2 separate regions of the Mus musculus genome follow, and region 2 is linked to region 1. The links are chromatin contacts, called in public Hi-C maps. All regions are on one chromosome and are shown on one strand. The core of a region is the stretch at or near the end of the contact, and the rest is flanking DNA. Distances in the headings are between cores, read along the strand shown. Region 1 overlaps Baz2b (bromodomain adjacent to zinc finger domain, 2B). Region 2 overlaps Baz2b (bromodomain adjacent to zinc finger domain, 2B).

Evidence for each region. Hi-C and Micro-C count contacts between places; a contact is called where the count stands out from the background.
Region 2: a contact with region 1 is called in a Hi-C map of liver, with 2.9 times the contacts expected there. The contact joins two enhancer-like sites. A contact is called at or near these places in 4 of 484 Hi-C or Micro-C datasets (embryonic fibroblasts, liver, nephron progenitors and 1 more) and 4 of 115 datasets of contacts at active chromatin or transcription factors (double positive thymocytes, embryonic stem cells, heart atrium and 1 more).

What each region holds. Positions count from the first base shown.
Region 1 is chr2:59,978,025-59,982,889 of GRCm38.p6, reverse strand. It overlaps Baz2b (bromodomain adjacent to zinc finger domain, 2B), which reads left to right. Exons shown (of 36, transcript NM_001001182.3): 5 at 4,183-4,347. Among named protein-coding and RNA genes, the nearest start is that of Gm13572, 57 kb to the left of the region's middle. Within about 2 kb of position 2,824, at least 18 of the 459 cell types and tissues checked have an H3K27ac peak or open chromatin away from gene starts, as enhancers often do. A contact at or near this core is called in liver, where this site is marked.
Region 2 is chr2:60,044,527-60,049,282 of GRCm38.p6, reverse strand. All of the region lies in intron 2 of Baz2b (bromodomain adjacent to zinc finger domain, 2B), which reads left to right. Among named protein-coding and RNA genes, the nearest start is that of Gm13572, 9.8 kb to the right of the region's middle. Within about 2 kb of position 3,207, at least 70 of the 459 cell types and tissues checked have an H3K27ac peak or open chromatin away from gene starts, as enhancers often do. A contact at or near this core is called in liver, where this site is marked.

The DNA of each region.
Region 1 (4,865 bases), core at 1,575-4,074:
GAATGCTTGGGTAGCACATATGAGTCCCTGGGTGAGACACCCAGCACCGGGAAAAAGTACCTTACAGCCTAGACCTAGACTTGGGTTTCATGTGTCTTTACTTTTTAGGAAGGTGAGGCTCAATGTTAAATTTTTTGTACTTTTTCCCATTTGAGAACTGTTTCCAAAGCATATTTGGAATACATTTCCACTACACTTAGGCAGTTGGCTCTTGTGCATGGCCAGGGCCAGTGTGAGATGGGATTCTGTAGACCAGACGCACAGTAGCTGAGCTCACACAACTTTTCCTGAAAGTCCGGATGGATCTAACTGTATTCTGCAGTGATTAATGTTACCATTCAGTAAGGAAGCGTGTTTTACTAGGACAGTGTTTAAATTGCTAGAACTTGGATTTAAATCTGGCCTTGGACAAATCTCTGACCTCTCAGCCTTGGGTATTCAAACCTGTAAACTTGAAACCTTGCCCACTTTCCAGGGCCACCTAAAGACTGGAGTAGACACCGTGTGTAGAGATGTCTACAGTGTCTGGCACGCGTTAGTCCAGATCGCTAACTCAATATTTTTTCCTCTTTAATGGCTGACAAGGTATCTACTGCTTCTTTTTTAAAAACCCAAGTATCTTTTGAAACTATAGAGAGAATATAGAAGTGGTTACTTGTGGATTTCAAGTATTATCTCTGGACGCATGTTATTTCTTTAATTTTATTGCCTTGAAGAGAGGGGATGGTGGAGAAGATTTGTGAGTGGACAGAGTCTTGACCAAATCTTAATAACATTTCCTTAATATATTAATAGGAACTGAACTTTTTCTCACTATATAGACCCTAGAGCTCTTCTATATAGACCAGGCTGGCTTCAAACTTACGCAGCTCTCCCTGCCTTTTCTTCTGCCTCCTGAGCACCACCATACCTGGCTTGTTCTGTTTCTAACATGGTTATTCAGTATCAACAGCCACCTCCTGAAACCAAAGAGCTTGAAATAAAATCTAAATAGTTAACAGTAATTATGGAGTTACTGATACCTTCAGTACTTTTATTGTCTTGTGATAGTTTATTATAGTACTGCTTTTGAACATTTATAAATTATATTAAAATACTGTATTAAACCCGATTATTGGAAAGTGATCAAATGAGTATTAAGAAATAACTTGTATGCGATGGTACTTCCAAAATATAAAAACCAACCTAGGGCCAGCAAGACAGCTCAGTGGGAAAGCTTGCTGCAAGCCTTTTGACCTGAGTTCAATTCATGGGACCCATGTGGTACGAAGAGATAACCTATGCCCTCTAGTTGCCCTCTGACCTGTACATGCACATATGTGTGAATGAATGTATACATACACATATACAACAAATAAGTGAAAAGTATTTTAAGAACATCTGACATAAAGAAGCAACATGCTTCTTGATCCTACATATTTACCAACAATTTCTGGAGAAACACACCAGCACTCTATTTTATGGATTGCTGAAGGGTAGATAATTACAAAACAGAGGCATATGTGTATGTGTATACACTTCTTTGAAAAATGGGCTGAGATTATGGTTGATTTTAGAGAACCTACTTTTAAATTACACTTTGATACAGTAACTTAAATATATAAATTATAATTCATAATGGTAAACACTTCAGGAAAAAAGTCTCCCCATAAATACGAGGAAGTCACAAGAAGATAGATACTATTAGCAATTTTAAGTAAGGTATAGTTTTTTTTATGAAGATACATATATCTAAGGTATTTTTCATTTCAAAGAACAAATGTAAACTTATATAGGATATTACTATAATCTAATTTTTATATATTGAAATAATATTTTATGAAATTCATTTTAAAATATTTGAAATTCCTTGTGTTTACATTTTAATGCTATAGTCTGTGAAGTGTTGGGTTGTATCAGGCTTTTATATATGAGTGATTTTAAAATTCTGCCGTATCAGAGGCAGGTATGCAGGTAGGTGAGTGTAAACCCTGGAGGGCAGAAGATCACAAGTTTGATGCCAGCCTGGGCTAAATAGTGAAGCCGTGGTGCAACAAACCAAGCGGCTCTGAGATAAATGCACTGCGGATCAGAGTGAGATTTGGTGCATAGCCTGAAATGTCAGCACTCCTCCCTGGAAACGGTTGCTGTGGCTGCTGCAGCATTTCTTGGGATTTTCAGTTTGCTTGGACGTTCACCTCGCACCTACTTATGTTACCCCTGTTTAATATCTTCCATTTGGTATGGAAGTTATTGTGTGACTAAAATGTGTTTCTGATTTTCCTCAATTTGAAATCTGTGTAACTTTTCACTGAAAAGTTGTAATTTCATTTGAAATAATATCAGACATTTATCTTCAAAAATGGCCCTTTTCTTTATCTAACCAATTGTATATGTTTGTCTCTGAGCGGGCCTCTCCCGACATACAGTTTCCCTATTATTTTTCTCTAATGCCTGCTGTGTACCTATTTACTATTGACATTCTGAGGTACGTTGTAATTTTTTTCTGAGCTTGATTATACCAATCACACCTGTGCTCTAACTACTTAAGTTTTTGACCAATTCTTATGTCCGGCCTTAAAACATGGGTTAGAAGTGTAAACAATACATTATAGCCAGAGTCAGTTTTTAGCAACTAAGGGGAAACTAAGTTGCAAACCTATGCCTGCAGATAGGAATGAGCTGTGTAGATACTCCCCTCCCCCAACACACACACACACACACACACACACACACACACACACACACACACCCTCTTTTCCCATCTAAATGCATCTAGACAGTGGTTGAGTGACAGGAGTTTTCACACAGTTGTTGTGGTTCAAGTTCCTAGCTTTCAGGGTACCGTACACTAAATGACCGCAGTTGCAGCAATGGCTTTTGCAGTGTTTTGCTTACATTGTTCATGACACCTCTGGGAATGCCAGTGACCTTGAACGTTTCACCCTTACATAATGAAGGCATGTTCCAGAACTTTATTTAAAGATGCTATAGTACAATCTCCTGACACGATGTGGGTGTTTTTGTCTAATGTTCTTGTGTCTGTTCCAGTCAAAGAAATAATGCCATATGTTTAGGAGACTTGTATGAATGAGAACTAACTTTGAAATTTAGCCGATTAGCCTGTTGAAGATTGTTTCCAGGATGTGGTAATTCAGGATTGTTCTTTGGATGATTACCAAATTCCTCCTCCCTCCCACCCTTTTTTTTTTTTTTTTTTTTTTTTTTTTGTCTTTTGAGACAGGGTTTCACTATGTAATCCTGGCTGTCCCGGAACTCAGCCTCCAGACCAGGCTGGTATCATGGAGATCCACCTGCCTGTGAGACAAGTCCTTTGCCACCACTGCCTGGTTCAGATCTCTTTTTCATCTACACTCTTCCTTGAAAAATGCATTTTATAAAAATTGGCTTTTCTCCCCCATAAGAGTTTTAATGAAGAACTACTGTTTGAATATCTGAATTTCATTCCATGATTTTTTTTTCATTTTGGTTATTTTGTACTATAAAAAATTCACTATCATCTGTAATTCATGAGGAATGTAAAGGAAAACAAGCTGTCTTTATAAATTTTAAAGCTTGAAGCTTTGTAAGACTAGATTTTTAACTAAAAACTAAGTGTTTTGGAAATTCTCTTTGAGAACTTAATTCTACATGTTTGTTTTTGTTCGGCTGTAGAATTACTTCATCCGAAAATACATTTGAGATGTGCTAGACTTATCTGATAGTATTAATTTCCCCCCTGCTCCCTGATTTGTGAAAGCCAGATTGATACTGTATATAACTGGAGGAACATCTTAAGAGGCTGCAGATGTGAACTTCAAATCTAAATTCTTAGATAAATACAGACTTAATTCTTTTCCTTATTAATTTAATAAATAGATGTATGAAGTTAAATGGTTCTTCTTATATATATTCTAAGTTTTAGCTTTTTTTTTTTTTAACATTGTGAAAAACATCCTTTTCGGCTTGAATCTAGAAAACAGTTAAGGGAAGGTTCTTCAATCATGGCCTAATAATAAGGGAGATGATTATACAAATCAAATTACAGGTTTACAGTGAAAAGATTCTCAGAGCTATGTGACTTGAGCAGTTCTAGCTTGGCAGAAACTTGAAACATTGTTTCTGCAATAAAATGCAACAAATAGCCACTGTCTGACTTGTGCAGCTCACTCAGTCCTTCCTGTTGCTCTGCTTGGTTTTGAGGTGCAGAGTGGTGGCGAACCACAGATGGCCACTCTCGTGCTGGAACGCCCTTCTTTCCACCATTACTGGGAATTCCACCACTGTTTGCTCCTCCAGCCCAGAATCACGATTCGTCATTCCATTCGAGGACTTCTGGGAAGAGCAGTCGAAATGGTCCTGAGAAAGGTACTGACATCTACAGGAGTGAAGGACCAGAAACCTGTCCCCACACCTCTTTGCAGCAGTCTGGTTTTAAGAACATTTTTCCAGCCTTGTGATAGTTGCTTCTATATCATCTTTCTTGATCCTTATAACAATCCTTTCATATCTCAAGTCTCCTGATTTTGCAACCACCGTTAAATGCTTGTGTTAGGAAATACTGATGTGAATTACCCAGGATCTGAACCGAGTCCTACAGCTCTTTCCTTGGTATGTCATTATCTCTTAGGCAGAACTAGAGTTTAGTTTATCCAAACCATTCCCCTACTACTGTGTTTTCCTTTTAAATGATCAGGATCTCTGTGGACTCTAAGTATTGTTACAAGAGTGTTTAGAAGTTGCAGTGTTGTAGCTAGCCCTGAGTGTTTCTAAACAGACAATGCTTACAAGTGATTTGTTTTCTAAACATGTCTGTTTAACGTCTATGATAGCCACTCAGGTTAATGCTAGTGAATTATTCAGTTGAATTTACTGCGTTCATAGTG
Region 2 (4,756 bases), core at 1,958-4,457, 66 kb before region 1:
AGACAGGGCTTCTCTGTGTAACAGCCTTGGCTGTTCTAGACTTGGCTGTTCTAGACTTGATTTGCAGACTAGGCTGGCCTTGAACAAACAGATCCCCCTCCCTCTGCCTCCTGAGTCCTGAGCCTTGTTTTTTTGAGACAGGGTGTCACTGTGTTTGTTGCTCTGGCCATCTTGGAACTCATGGAAATCTGCCTGCCTCTGCCTCCTGAGTGCTTGGATTAAAGTGTCTACCACTGCATCAGGCTGATTTTTTTATTTTTAAACGTTCAGATGTTGGACAGTTCACACTTCAGGAAGTAGAGACAGGCAGATCTCTGAGTTCAAGGCTAACCTGATCTACAGAGAGAGTTCCAGGTCATCCAGGGCCACACAGAGAAAGACACCATGTCCTGAAAAACAAACAAAACAACCCCCCCAAAAAAAAGTTCAGAGTAGATATCATCTGCAGGAATATTCAAGATCTTTCTGGGGAAATCAGGCACTCCCGGATAAATCTTATCAGAGTGGGGAGCACTGCTCTCCCCCCTTTCATACAGTCCACTTCATATCGTGTCCAATGTCTGATCCCATAAGCAGATACTGCAGAGTTGAGATTTGTTCGGTAGTGGAACAAATTCTGATGGAAAGACCTATTCCATTCTATTTCTTTACTCATAAAACTGTTAGGACTATAGATTAAAATGGATAGAGTTGGGAAGATGGCTCAGCAGTTGAGGGGGTGACTGCTCTTCCAGAGAATCTGGGTTCAATTCCTATCACTCACATGGCAGTTCACAGCAAACTGTAATTCTAGGACCTGATTCCCTCTCATAGACATACATGCACATAACACCAGTGCACATAAAATAAAAATAAATAGACCATTTTTTAAAAGCCTCAGAAAAATGTTTAAAAGATATATAACTGAAGTTTTGAAAGGAAAACTGGAAAATTAAGGAGCCCAAACTTGAGTATGAATTCTCATTTATGATTCACACAAAAATATGTTAGCTCTATAGGGAACCACTCAGTAAATAGGGTCTCATCAAAGGTGAAGACATTCACTTTGCAGAAGATCCTATCACAATGATAAAAGGTCCAGCATGGAGTGGGGAGGGGTTCCCAAGTCCCTGCTCCTAGCTGAGGGTTATTGGCAGTCGCTAGCTAGCTACTGCTGAAAGGAGAGTGTTTTCTTTAGGAGTGTGGCCAATGGTGGGCTCCCTGTGCCCTGCCGTGGTGCTGTAGCATGCAGATGATGAACGACAGCAGCAATCTGACCAGCGAGCTAAAAAAATAATAGGAATTGGTTTTAAAAGGTGATAATGGGGTGCAGTGAGGAGGTGTTTGATGACGTATTTGAATATCTAGGCTATAAAAGAAGGACACAAGTCAGTACTGAGAATATTAACTGTCTAATTAAAAAACGGAGAAAAGACATAAAATACTGTGTTACTTTGTGGATACATTCTGAGATTACAAAGAAATGATTCGTTTCCCTGGGCACTAGGAAAAGCCCAAAGTGACATTTCATTCTTCATTAATGAGAACAAAAATTAGGGTTTGGGAAGATGGCTCAGGGCACAAGCATTTGCTGTGCAAGCGTGAGGGCTTTAGCTTAAATCCTTCAAACCCATGTTTAATGCCATGTGTGGTCCTGCCCAGCCTGTAACCCCAGTCGTGAATACAGTATTGGAAGGCCAGGGGGTACAGGGCACCAGACATCCTCTTCTGGCCTCTTTACACACCACTCCAGTGTACACATGCACGTCTACCACACATGGTCACGTGGTCAGCACACAGGCAAATAAAGAAAATGGTTGTAAAGTGTTAGTGACAGTAGCACATCCTGACCAGAATGTTGAGAGACTGGATTCTAAATGCATTACTGGTAGGAAAGTAAAATGATACAACTTTTCTGAAAAACAAATTGGGTAGTTCTTCTGACTCTGTCTATCTGTCTGTCTGTCTATCTATGTCTCTCTGTGTGTCTGTGTGTCTGTCTGTCTGTCTGTCTCTCTCTCTCTCTCTCTCTCTCACACACACACACACACACACACAAAGAGCAGTCACATTTCTGGGCATTAATCTCACAAAATACAAAAGCTTATGTACATATAGGAACCTGAACATGTCCATAGTATCTTTATAGTACACCCAAACAGAAACACCCTAAAAGGTTTGTAACACATGAATAAGCATAATATGGTATATTCCTACCATGAAATACTAAACAATAAATAGCCAGTAAGTATTGATGCATACAACCATTTGGATCCTTGTCACATGTATTTGACTAAAGGAAATACTCCAACCATAAAAGGCTATTGTAACCTGGAGTTGATGGTGCCTGTTTTAATCCCAGCACTCAGGGCAGAGGCAGGTGGATCTCTGAGTACAAGGACACCCTGGTCCATAGAGGGAGTTTCCGGACAGCCAGGGCTGCATGAAGAAGTCCTGTCTCAAAAAACCAAGTAAGGGGGCAGGGTTATGACTCCATTTCTGTCCTGTATCAAAAGAGCAATACTATATATAAGCCAGAAAACAATGGTGGTTATTAGGGGTTAGAGGTGGCAGAGGAAAGGACTTGAGTGTGACTTTAAAGAGGACCATGAGAGGCTTTTCTGGTAGTGTTGGTTACAGCTGAAAACATATCTGTAACTGCCTTTTTTGTTTTGTCATGCAGTCAGCATATACAAGGCAAGTCACTAGGGAAACACTGGCTGATATATGGGTCATCGTTGTATCATCTTGACATTTTCTTGCAAGCACTGTTATTTTAAAAAGAAAATGCCTTTAAAATTTGCTGTTCTATGACTTGAACCCAGGGCCTCAAAAGAGGCAAGCAGTCTATCACTGAGCTATCCTCTGGCCTTATCTTAGCTTTTTATTTAGTAATCTCACTAAATTGCCCAGTCTGGCCTTGCTATCCCTGTGTTGTCCTGGAAGTCCTTGAAGTCAGAAGTTTTCCTGTCCCACCCTTAGAGTAGCTTAGCTGTTGTTCCAGGCCTTGCTGGCAGGACTGGTCAGCTCTTCCTACTTTCTCTTCACATCTGAGAACCAGAAAGTATTTCACTTCCTCATTCAAGTTGAGACTTTTTTCATAACCTGTGATTTGTATAGCTTTCTGCCTCCTGCAGAGAGTCTCATCACTGATAAAGCTAACACATGTCCACTGTTTCCCTCTTTGGGATTGTTTTACTGTCAGCTGTAGATGAACCCTGCCCTAAATTACAAGATAAACAGAAATGCAAGTCATTCCGACCCTGACAGCTCTAAAGCTGGGTTGGCATAGGAGGAATATCAAGCTCAATTCTTTTTAACTGCTGAGTGCTATTTCATAATAAAAACATGTCCTAATACTTTTGATTTATTCGTTCACAAGATTTCCAGCTTTTCCACTCTGCCTCCAGCTTGCAATTTCATTTTTTACATATGATTCCTTATATCCATATTTCAGAACTTTCCTTGCTGAAGTATCTGTAAGTGGAATTATCATGTTATAGATTTCATGCAGTTTTAGTTTTGTGTTGTCAAATATCGTTTTATATATATTTTACCAGCTACTTGTGTCAAAGGATTTCTGGCTCTGCATGTTACACGCTTGCTTAGTTCTTGGTTTTCTAGCTCCTATCTACAACCTGTAACACAGTCTAACAAATTTTAACATCTAGTTTTCTATGGCCCTATGACTGAATTTACCCAGTCTCCTCTGAAATGGGAAGATATGCAGAGCCTCATTAATTACTTAGTAGTGGATGAGAGATTTTACTTGTATAATGTTGTATATTATATGTTACATATAATATGTATATTTTATTTTATATTATACATATATTTAATATTCTACTCTGACCAGTCAAATATTAGAATGCATTTTAGTTGTATAGATTTAATATTCATCTCTTTGTTTATGGTTTTTCAAGACTCCAATTACAGTATCCTATTTTTGCTTAAATTAGCTCAGTAGAGAAAATAGCACACCATCCTCTGAGAAATTAATTTCTGTGATGGCAAGATGGCTCAGAGATTAAGAATACTGGCTGCTCTTTTAAAGGTCCTGAGTTCCATTTCCAGCAACTACATACTGACTCACAACCACCTATACTGGGATCTGATTCCCTCTTCTGGCAGGTAGGTGTACATGCAGGCAGAACACTAATAAATAAATTAAAGAAAGAAAAGAAACTCATTGCTCTTCCAGCTTGTCTGTATGTTTGCATGTGTGTGGGTGTGCACTCTGCCCATGTGAAGAAACCAGACTCAGTTGGCCTTCTCTTTGCTCTTTGAGATTTCACAGATTGTCAGGTGTGGCTGCAGCACTTTTACCCATTGGCCATTGGCAGGTCCTTGGTTTTAGATCCTTTAGCCTCAAAAACCATACTACTACACTGGAGGTACCTTGATTTTTTTTTTTTAACTGTACTGGTCTACCTGACATTTTATTTTTAGAAAAGTATTTTTGCTGACCTGGAGAGATGGCTCAGCAGTTAAGAGCACTGACTGTTCTTTCAGAGATCCTGAATTCAGTTCCCAGCAACCACATGGTGGCTCACAGCCATCTTCAGTGAGATCTGACGCCCTCTTGTGGAGTGTCTGAAGACAGTGGCAGTCTTCATATATATAAAATAAATTAAAAAATTCTTTAAAAAAAGTTTTGCTGAAACCATTTAAAGTGCTACTTTTAGCTACTATTTTCCAATCTATTAAACAATGGTTGTTAGCCCTTCTCTTATCCCTTGCACGACTACAAACTTCAAAAGAGAAATCCATGAGACTT